Regions from separate parts of the Gossypium arboreum genome. Here region 1 is linked to region 2. The links are chromatin contacts, called in public Hi-C maps. All regions are on one chromosome and are shown on one strand. Each heading gives the region's core, a stretch centred on a gene start, on an enhancer-like site or on the middle of the called end of the contact. The rest is flanking DNA. Distances are from core to core; before and after follow the strand shown. Region 1 has its middle 12 kb from the start of LOC108466466. Region 2 has its middle 3.7 kb from the start of LOC128290047.

What was found. Hi-C and Micro-C count contacts between places; a contact is called where the count stands out from the background.
Region 1: a contact with region 2 is called in a Hi-C map of leaf, with 2.7 times the contacts expected there. The contact joins two enhancer-like sites. A contact is called at or near these places in 2 of 5 Hi-C or Micro-C datasets (both in leaf).

Annotation. Positions count from the first base shown.
Region 1 is chr2:109,803,906-109,809,231 of ASM2569848v2, reverse strand. No RefSeq gene overlaps it. Among protein-coding and RNA genes, the nearest start is that of LOC108466466, 12 kb to the left of the region's middle. Within about 2 kb of position 2,766, at least 1 of the 2 cell types and tissues checked has an H3K27ac peak or open chromatin away from gene starts, as enhancers often do. A contact at or near this core is called in leaf, where this site is marked.
Region 2 is chr2:109,758,533-109,763,117 of ASM2569848v2, reverse strand. No RefSeq gene overlaps it. Among protein-coding and RNA genes, the nearest start is that of LOC128290047, 3.7 kb to the right of the region's middle. Within about 2 kb of position 1,682, at least 2 of the 2 cell types and tissues checked have an H3K27ac peak or open chromatin away from gene starts, as enhancers often do. A contact at or near this core is called in leaf, where this site is marked.

The DNA of each region.
Region 1 (5,326 bases), core at 1,517-4,016, 45 kb before region 2:
TGTTTTGTCATTATTTGGATGTTTTGGATAATGTTGATGATGCATGATTTGTTTAGTTGATGTGGTGTGTTAAAATTGCATGTAACATGGCTACAAAGTGATAAAAAGGTTAAAAAAATATTCTGAAAGTTTTGGCATGTCTAAAATGACCAAATGGTACAAAATACATATGTAGGATGCTTAGGAATCATAAGCATGCTGATATGGTATGTTGTGTAATTGAGTCGTAAGTTAATAGTCGTATGCTAGCATAAACATTTACTTGAAGTGTCAAATTATGCTATTGTGTGTTATGGCATGTTTGAGCATGTTTTAAATGGTGTTTGTAGGATATATGACTTGTTAGAAATGAGAAATAGGCAAAAATGCACAAAATGGTATGTTTGGCAGTGACTAAAGTTAAAAATTGTAGGTTTCTGGACTGTTTCTACAAAAGCTGTAGTAGATGTTATGATGACATTCGAATGTTGTTGCGACGAGGGATCGACATTGGGACATCCTTTGTCATGTCATCGGGATGAAGGGCCTCCTCCAGGTCATCTTGTGACAAGGTGAATCATGTTGTTGAAACGTGACATATTGTTCGTTCATGGTTGGTTTTTATATCATTGCAATTTAGACCTAAGTTTTAAACAATGCAATTGGAGTCCAAAAAGGTTATAAAATATCTTGAAAAGACACATACCTAAGGTTTAGATGTCTAATTTCCTAGAGTCAAAGACAATTTAATAATATGGTTATTTTTTATATTTTATCATTCTTTCAATTTGGTCCCCAAAACACTTGTTTTTAAAATTAAAGGAGAATTGTTGATCAGATTAAACCGATTCTTTCAACAATGTGTCTAAAAGGATTTTAGAATTAAAATGTAGTTCTAAATTTTTGTTATGTGCTTGTTCGAATATTAGATGTGAAATGACTATTTCGCCCCTAATTGCAGTTGAATGATTTATGTTAGATAAAACATGCTATTAGGTTTTGTTGTTCATTCATGATCATGTATGATTTAATTGCATGTCCATGACTTTTGCTATCAGTCAGTGATGTGTTTTGAATCACTTCGGTAGCTAATATGACGTTTTGGATTCGGGTCAAACCATCCCGATTAGATTTAAGACACCATATTTGAATTGTTCTAAAACAAAATAATTCTAGAGAACACTAAAAATATGAAAGAAAGAGAATTTCATCTTGTGTAATTTTTCCATTTCAAAATTGCACCAAACAACACAACTCTTCCGCCAGTAATTCAATTTATTTTAAATACCGTTTGAAAAACAACATTTAAATGTAGCTTTATTTCAACGGCCAAATTTACATCTATTGTAGTAGATCCTAAACCTTTCCACTAATTCATATATATATATAGTGTGTGTGTGTGAAAATGGTTGGTGTTAACCGAACCATTCCCACAATATAATATATTTATTCTCATCTCATCTTTATATTTTGCCCTTTCATATATTTAATATTATATAATATATTAAATCATAAAATCTTTTCTAAGATTCTTTTAATTGAAAATAAGAGATTATCCTGGGATGCAATGTCATGCCTACTTTCAACGTGGGATGAAATGATACATAAGCATTTTTCTAACTTAGATATTATTTGAAAATATTTTATAATGTGACTACATTATAGGACGCACATCTCCTAAGATCGCCTGTAGAAGCCCTCTCTCACCTCAAGAGAGGCCATGTTTCCTCTCTCTCTCACAAAGCATATCCAACTTCCTTCTCTCTGTTGCTTATCTCTTTCCTTCACTTCCTCACACCTCAATTCTCCACCACCACAGTACGACTTTTCGCTTAATATGTCGAACTATTTTCATCCCTCACGCAACTTTTTGTATCAACAAGACTTGTGAAAATCTGGGGGGAAATATTTAGTTTGTATATTCAACTGTTCTATGATCGACCGTCCAAATTTTTTTTAAATGGTCGATAACTAGCTTTCCTTGAAGTTGGAAACTTTGAAGAGAGAATGTACATAGGATTAAATTATTTGGGTTTTTATTCAGGGGGTTGAGAACATTGATTCGTTATAATTATCATGTCAACGCTCCTATTACAAAGCTAACTTAATTTGAACTACAATGTCATACTTGAACTGGGATATGATCTCTTATACCGTGCTCTTAACATTTTGCATTATTGTGTAATAGAAATTCCAAATTCCAAAACAAGTGTCCCGCATGCAAGAATGCCGAGGAAAGGCGTGGTGACAACTGAGATACTGTTGTTGGATGAGACAGAGGCAAAAACTCCCTCGTTCATACTAACGAGAACCATTGCTTTCGCTGACACGCACTTAGCTACAACTCCCAGTTTAAACTGTAGACTCACACAGACATTAATATACCATCAATAAAGGGTTTTTACTTATAGACTCTCTCAGAGGTTGCAGTCTTCTTTTTTTTTCTTTTCTCTTTCACTTTTCTTCAAGGACCACCAAAACAAAGCGATAGTTTGATGAAAGGAAATTAAGTGAAACTGTTCTAAATAAATAAATAAATAATCCCGATGGGCAAAAGGAATGAGAGAGAATTGATGGAAGAGACGTGTAATATTTTCTTTTTATCTTCTATCTCACTGGCTGATCTTTCTTTCTGTTTAAGACAATGTCCTTTTAACGTCAAGCAGTCATCAAAGACTCTTCATTAAAACCAAAACCAGAGAAAGAGAAGGGAGTTGTGTGTGTATGTCAGATAGTCATAGTTGGGACGTGGGAGTCAGTGCCCCCTATATTATTTGCCCAAAGGAAAATATATATGTATATAATAAGATAAAAGAAAAGGCCTCTCTGCCCACTCGTGGAGCATAGTGCAAAACAGTTTCAAAGTATACTAAAAAACAAACGATTGGACAAGGAGTGATAATGGTTATTGACTCGTGCCGGTGGGATAAAAGTTATTAGGCGCCAATGAGACCGTTTTCTTCATGATCGTACGGTTTCTTAGCCGTTTTTTTTTTTTTTTGGGGAGAGGGGGGTGGGGAGAAGGGGGTAAAACGAGCACTCCCATCTCTTGCCCTGTCTTTGCCTGTTGGGTTGCTGGCTGCCTTGACTGAGTTGCCTAAGAGGCTGACGTTGAGACTGGGACTAAGGCATGGTCGAAAGGTCAGGTCAAATGTCTACATCATTTTTCCCCTTTCACATGTCAACCTTGTCTTGTCAAATCATCAGCAAACCTTACGTATTCCCCTACCTATTATCACTTATTTACAATGGAATTATATCTATATAATAGAAACAAATCTTTTTGGAGCATTTGTAATCAGTAAGGCTGATCAAGCAATTTTAAAAGTTAAATAGGTAATCGAAGTATTTCAAAATTAGCTAAATTTATATAAATTTATATTTTTATTAAATCTTTATTTTTTATATGTATTTTCATCTCTCAAGTAGAGTTTAAATTCACTATTAAATTTATTTATTTATTTTTACAATTTTAATATTAAATACATAATATCTTAAGCTTTCAAGTATATACATATTTAAAAGTTCACTACGAAATCTCCCAAAAGAGTTAGGTAATGGATTAAATAGAGGTAGGATAGTCTTTTAATTCACTATTAAATTTATTTTTTTATAATTTCAATATTATAAAGGGTAAACGATAAAATAGTCACTTTTATATGCTTTAAATTACATTTTAGTCATTTTGAAATGTTATGTTTTAGTTACTTATGTTATTATTTTGTTACGAAGTGATAACTTTACGTTAAGTTCCGTTATCTCCCTAACAGTACTCCTACGTGGCAGTCCAACTAGATTTTAAGTGCCAATTTGGATTTCCAAATGGGATAAGAATAAATTTTTAATTAAATAAATTTAATTAATTAAAAATTTTAAACCCTAAATCTTAGTTGAAAAAAACCGCTCACCTCCTCTATTTTTTTTAGTTTTCTTTTTCATTTGACTAAAAAAAACTATTATCATCAGAATTTTTTATTCAAATACAAAAACAAAAGAGGATCCAATGGAAAGTCCAGGTATGTCTTCTTTACCGATAAATTTATATTCTAAGACTTAAAATCAAGTGGTTGTCGACAAATAAGAAGATGGTAATCATTTTTGTTCCTAATCATATATTTTCTAATTCTTCACGGTACTTGAATAGTTGGTTTCTCAATCCGATTTTTTTGTAACGCCCTAATTTTCGGGAATTCTGTAAAGGTTGTAAAATTTAAAATTCTGTGTTCTGTTTGTTATGTGTAGGATTAATTATGTTGGTGGGCCTCTAGAAGGCCGAGCTTAGGATAAAATCCGTAGTTTTAATTAATTTTAAATCAGAGGGAAAGGGGTTCGATAAATTAGGCTTTTAGGAATTATTTGTGAAAAATGGATCACAAGGAAGCAAGTGGTAAAGTGGCATGTGGCGTCCTTTGGGAAGGATGTTAGTGGCGTGTGGAAGCTTGGGAGGACCGGGTTCAAGTCACAATGATGACAAATTAAGTGATTAATTTTATGTACAGAAAGGGAAGTAATGGAACCGAAATAAAAGTCATCGGGGAAGAGTTTAAGAGGGTAAGGGGATTGAGTAAGGATAGAGATAAGGGAGGAAATCTAGGAGCTGATTGGGGTGAGCTGTGTTGGCCGAATTTTGGACTCTTGAGGAGCAAGAAGTGGCTGGCCAAGGGTTTCTTTAGGGGGTAAATTCGGCTAGGTTAAAGTGCCAGTATAAATTCAACAATAGGGAGGGAGTTGTGCCGTTTGTTGCTTTTCTCACCTCTCTCCTCTAGCCATTTTGCTTTCTTCTCATTCTCTTTCTCCATAGCCAACCTTTCAAACCTCTTGTCCATCTCCACCCTACTCTACATCACTTTCTTCCATTAATTTTCTTAGACTAAAGCCGAACCTCAAATCTCAAAATCCCGAAAGCTATATTCTTGTGCAGTTTTTCCAAAGCCATATTCCTCAATATGTTTTCCTTTTTGACCAACATTCCTCTCCTCTAAACCCCTAGCATCTGTCGACAACATTACCCAGGGTTATAGCCTCAAATCATTATTTTCTATATCACCTAGAAAAGCCGAAACTACTATAGAGTTAGGGACTTGTAGTCGAAACTTCAAAGCTTCTAGATTTAAGTTTTACCGTCATTTAAAGGTTGAATCTGCATTAGATCTACGTGGAAAGCAGGAAGGAATAAGTGGTAAGTGCTCATCACTCCAAATCTAGTCTTATTTTTCAAGTTAGGAAAAAGCCGAAATCCCTAAAATCTAGGGAGGCTATCGATTTGGGCATAGGGCATAAAGGGTCTTTAACCGATGATTTATTTTGATGATTAGTGTCTTCTCAAGGGTTGGATCGAAGGCTTGGA
Region 2 (4,585 bases), core at 433-2,932:
AAGGTAAAAGTGTGTTAATAGTTTGATTGTAGTTTTATCGTGGTTATAGTTTTGGTTAAAGGGAAAATGACAAATGGGTTAACGAAGGGTTGCCAAGTTGATTGAGTTAGAAGTGAGGCATGAGGATGGGGTTTGAGTTGTTGATACTAATGGTGGAGCCACATTCATGATTGTGGACCCCCATAAAGAAAAAGTTAAAAAAAGACTTATGAAAAAGTTTTAATTTGTATAATTGATGAATCCCTCCAAAATTTTTAAAATGATTATTTTATAAATTTTTTTTTCCACCACCAAAACTCAAAAACACTTAGTCCTATTACTTACATAAACATTCATCATTTTTCTCAAATATCTCTTATTCTCTCATGCTCTAAAATTTTTATAATATATGTGATTAATCTTTTAATACTTTTAAATAAGTCTTCTTAATTTGATAATAACTCTTCTAAGCTTTATTGATTAATATCTAAAAAATTAGGATGGTGACTTTTCTTATGAGCGATTGGGATTTCTATGCAAGATTCTTTTTATTCGTCAAATGATTTTGGGATATTGATTTTGTATGAGATTCCTAATATCTTGATTGAGTAATAACTTTTATAGGTTAATTAATAGAAATACCAAGAGAAATTAGGATTGATTGTCATTATAGTCTCGAATTTCTTGAAAATTGATTAGAAATTTAGCATTTTTATTTAGAAAAAATTGTTGATAGTGTCATTATGTGAATCTTGTGTTTGTGTTCATATTGTGTTTGAGATATTGCATTCTCATGACACCAAAAAGCATTTAAGTGATTTAATTTGAAAAAAAGTCTAAAGAGTTAAGTTTAGTATTGAAAACTTTTCAACCGATCGAAGATTAAGAATTAAAATTACATATCCAAATGATACAATCAACCTCAGTATGACATGCATATTTGCAAAAACTATATTATCAACCTCACAATCACAACATTTCAAAAAACAAATTGTGGGTTAATATTATACATTAGTTTATACAACCTTTATAATCATTTTAATTTTTCAAAATTTGACCCTCACAATTCAAATTTTTTTGCTCCACCCTTAGTTGATATTGTTTAGATTATCGACTTAGAAAGTGATGATGTAAATATTCAAAGTGTAAATTTATTAATAGTTCAGTGACTAATTTATAACTTTTTGAAATTAAATGACCGAATTGTAAGCTTACTAATAGTTGAGTGGCCAAATTGTAAAAGCTAGTGACTAACTTGTAACTTTTTAAAATTGAATTACGAAAGTGTAAACTCACTAATAGTTAAGTGATCTTTGGTGGAATTTACCCAAAAGAGAAAAAGAATTATTTAGATAACTTTAATTTTAATCAATACAGTTAATATACAAGAGTGTATGGAGACGGAAATGAAGGTGAATTTGAGTAACAGAAACTTGTCCCCAAAACTTTTATAAATTCATTGAAATCAATTAGTCCATCAAAATTATCATCAAACCCTTTAATCATTGTTTTGCTGTCATTTTCCGAAGCTTCATCTACCAAACCTAACGAAAACAGTTCATTCCTGAACGCCTTTGCATCGATGAACTCGTCCTTATTTTCATCCAATACAGCGAAATTAAGCTTCTTTCACTTCCTATGAATTTCGTTCTTACTTCTTTCTTCTTCTTCCAACAGCTCACCAATTTCATTCATCCCCTCTTTCTCCATCACCATTTTCAGAACTGAAAATGAGAGGTTGGGGTAACCGGTGGTTTCTGTTTGATCTTCAGCTGCTGCATTAAAAACATTTTTCTTGCTGTTTCTGCAATTTTTTTCTCGATTGGATGTGGTTTAGGATTCGAAGAAAAACGAAATGATTCTGCTGAAGAGTGAAGGAGGGTGGTGAAAAGACAAGTCAAACGTCAAATCGTGGGTCATCAAATCATAAGACAGACAGTGGATGTGCTGTCAATCCATCGGATTTTCCTGTTTTTATTTCTAACTTTTTCTTCTTTCTTTTCTCTTTAATATGCAAAAACAGACAACAGCTTCTCTGTTTTTTTTTTTTTTTCTTTTTAACTTCATTTACTAGGAATATTTACTACCGCCCTAATAGTCTAATTCATAAAATTAAAACTGTTCATTTATGGCTGTTGTTTTCTAGTTGAATGTTGTAACCTTTCTCTGTGTGTATGTGCTAAGTCTGGTTTCACCAGCAGGGTTGGTCTCCTTACCCCCAAGCATTAATTGAGTACCCCGTTTACATATTCGTTCATGGCTGACACACTTCCCCATTTGCACCTAGGATTGCGAATGACTTGAATTTTTTATATACACGAATGACTCAAATTTGAATCAACAAATTTATGTTACATTTGTTTGTTTTATTGATGGCTTAAATTTTAGTATAAATTTTAAAATAATACATGCATTTTACTTTAATATGTGTAACACTTTAATTTTGATTGTGTTATTGTACACATTAAAATTTTATTTGATCCAATTTTTACAAGTTGTTAAATTGTTACTTATGTAATTTTATTATTACATATTGCATACATAAACAATTTGTCTATCTCAAGAGAAGAAAGCTCGTAACTTAATAAAAGAAATTGTCTTAGAGGGATTGAAGGCGGTGAGAACACCTATGAAAGTTAATGAGAAACTGAACTCATATGTAAGGTGGGTTTCAATTGACCATAGCAACTATTGATGCATGATTGATCTATTTTACCTCGCAACAAGTAGGCCAGAATTATGCTACAGTGTAGGTGTTTATACCAGTTACCAGTCTAATCTTGTCGAATTTCATTTAAAAGCTATTAAATATATTATTAGGTATATTAATGACAATTTTGATCTTGGAATTTGGCTATTGAGGGACACGAACATGAGCTTGGCAGGCTTTAGTGATGCGAATTAAGCATGAAATGTGAATGAAAAGAAGATCACCTTAATGGATGTTTCTATCTCAAGACAAATTTGGGTTCATGGTATAACAAGAAGAAATCTTCAATCTCTTCGTTAATAGTTGAGGGAGAGTGTATGACTATTGAAAGTTGTTGTATGCAACTTTTGTTGATGAGACAGATGCTAAAAGACTTTGGGGTTGCATCTCTAATTGCAATTGTTTATTTTGACAACTCCGGTGTCACCAACATCTCTAAGAATCTTATGTTTCATTCTTGAATGAAGCATATTGACATAAGGCATTATTTCATAAGGGATTTTGTAAAAGCTGGAACAATTGAATTGAAGCATGTTCCAATAGAGAATCAATTGAATAATCTTTTCACAAAGAGCTTGGACACATAACTATTTAACAAATTTAGGAATAATGTAGGTACTTTCCAAGTTTTACTTGGGTTGTAAGGCACAACATCAAAACCCTTTATTCAAGTAAATGCCCTTTGTGCCGCAAGATTTTAAGAACTTCCAAGAAACACCTCTCAAAACCTTCCTACTAAAGATGATGAATGGCTCATGTTAAATTGTCCTAAACGCCTAGCCTTTCTTCTTCGGGGAGTTTGAGATTAAGATCACATTCTCTATAACCTCTATAAAGAAGATAGAAAGGGAAAGGTGAAGGAACATTAACTAGCAATCCTTCAAAAGCTTCTCGAGTCAATCCTATTTTGCCTAAAATTGAAGAAGACCTTCAACTTCCTCAACCAAGGTAAATGAGACAAATAAGTTGTTTGAAAGTATAATTTTACAATCTTAAGAACCTAGGGTAGATAATTTTGTAGTCTTCAAGTTTTATCCTGCCTTTGAGCATAATATTGTTGATGAAATTGATAAGGCTAAAGATCAAGAGGTTGTTTTTTATGCTTTAGAAGCATTAAGAGAAAAGATTAAGAAAGAAATCGAAAAGGTTAGTGAGAAACCATAATTTATACATATTTTTACCCCATGTTTAACGCATTTTATGGATGATTTCCCATTAGAATTGGTGAATTTGATGCTCTTAATGCTTTAATTTCATGTTTTATACTTAGGAGAGCATAGGAGAGCGAAAGGAACAAGAAACGGGTCAAAAACGGAGAAAATGGGCCAAAGTACGATATCAACAGGCCTGAACTTCCTCACACGGGCAGCCCACACTGCCGTGTCAATCTGGCAGAATTGAAGCACGACTCACACGGGTGGAACACATGCCAGTGCCACTCTAACAGGCTCGAACACGGCCTAAAGTAATCGCACACGGGCGTGTCCCTGCCGAGCCCAAGTTGAGTCCAACTCGGAAAAGGCCACTTTTTAGGATTCATAGACATTCTAAAGCCTATAAATACACCCTGGAAGAGGAGAAAAAGGACACACAGAATAGGGAGTAAGGAATTAGTCCAAGGAAGCCGATTGATTCATCTCAGAAACCGGATTCATCATCAAGACTGAAGATCTCTCTTCAATTCCCCTTCAGGAGTTTTGGGTTTTTCTTTATGTTTTGTATTCTTTATTATTCTAAGATGTTTTCTTATTTAGTTATGAACTAAAATCCTTAAATACCTAAGGGGAATGAAACCTAAGACGAATCTTGTTATTATTTTCTGAATTGTATGATAAATATTTAACTTGTTCTTAATTATGTGTTCTTAATTCTTGTTTTGATTATCCTAGGATACTG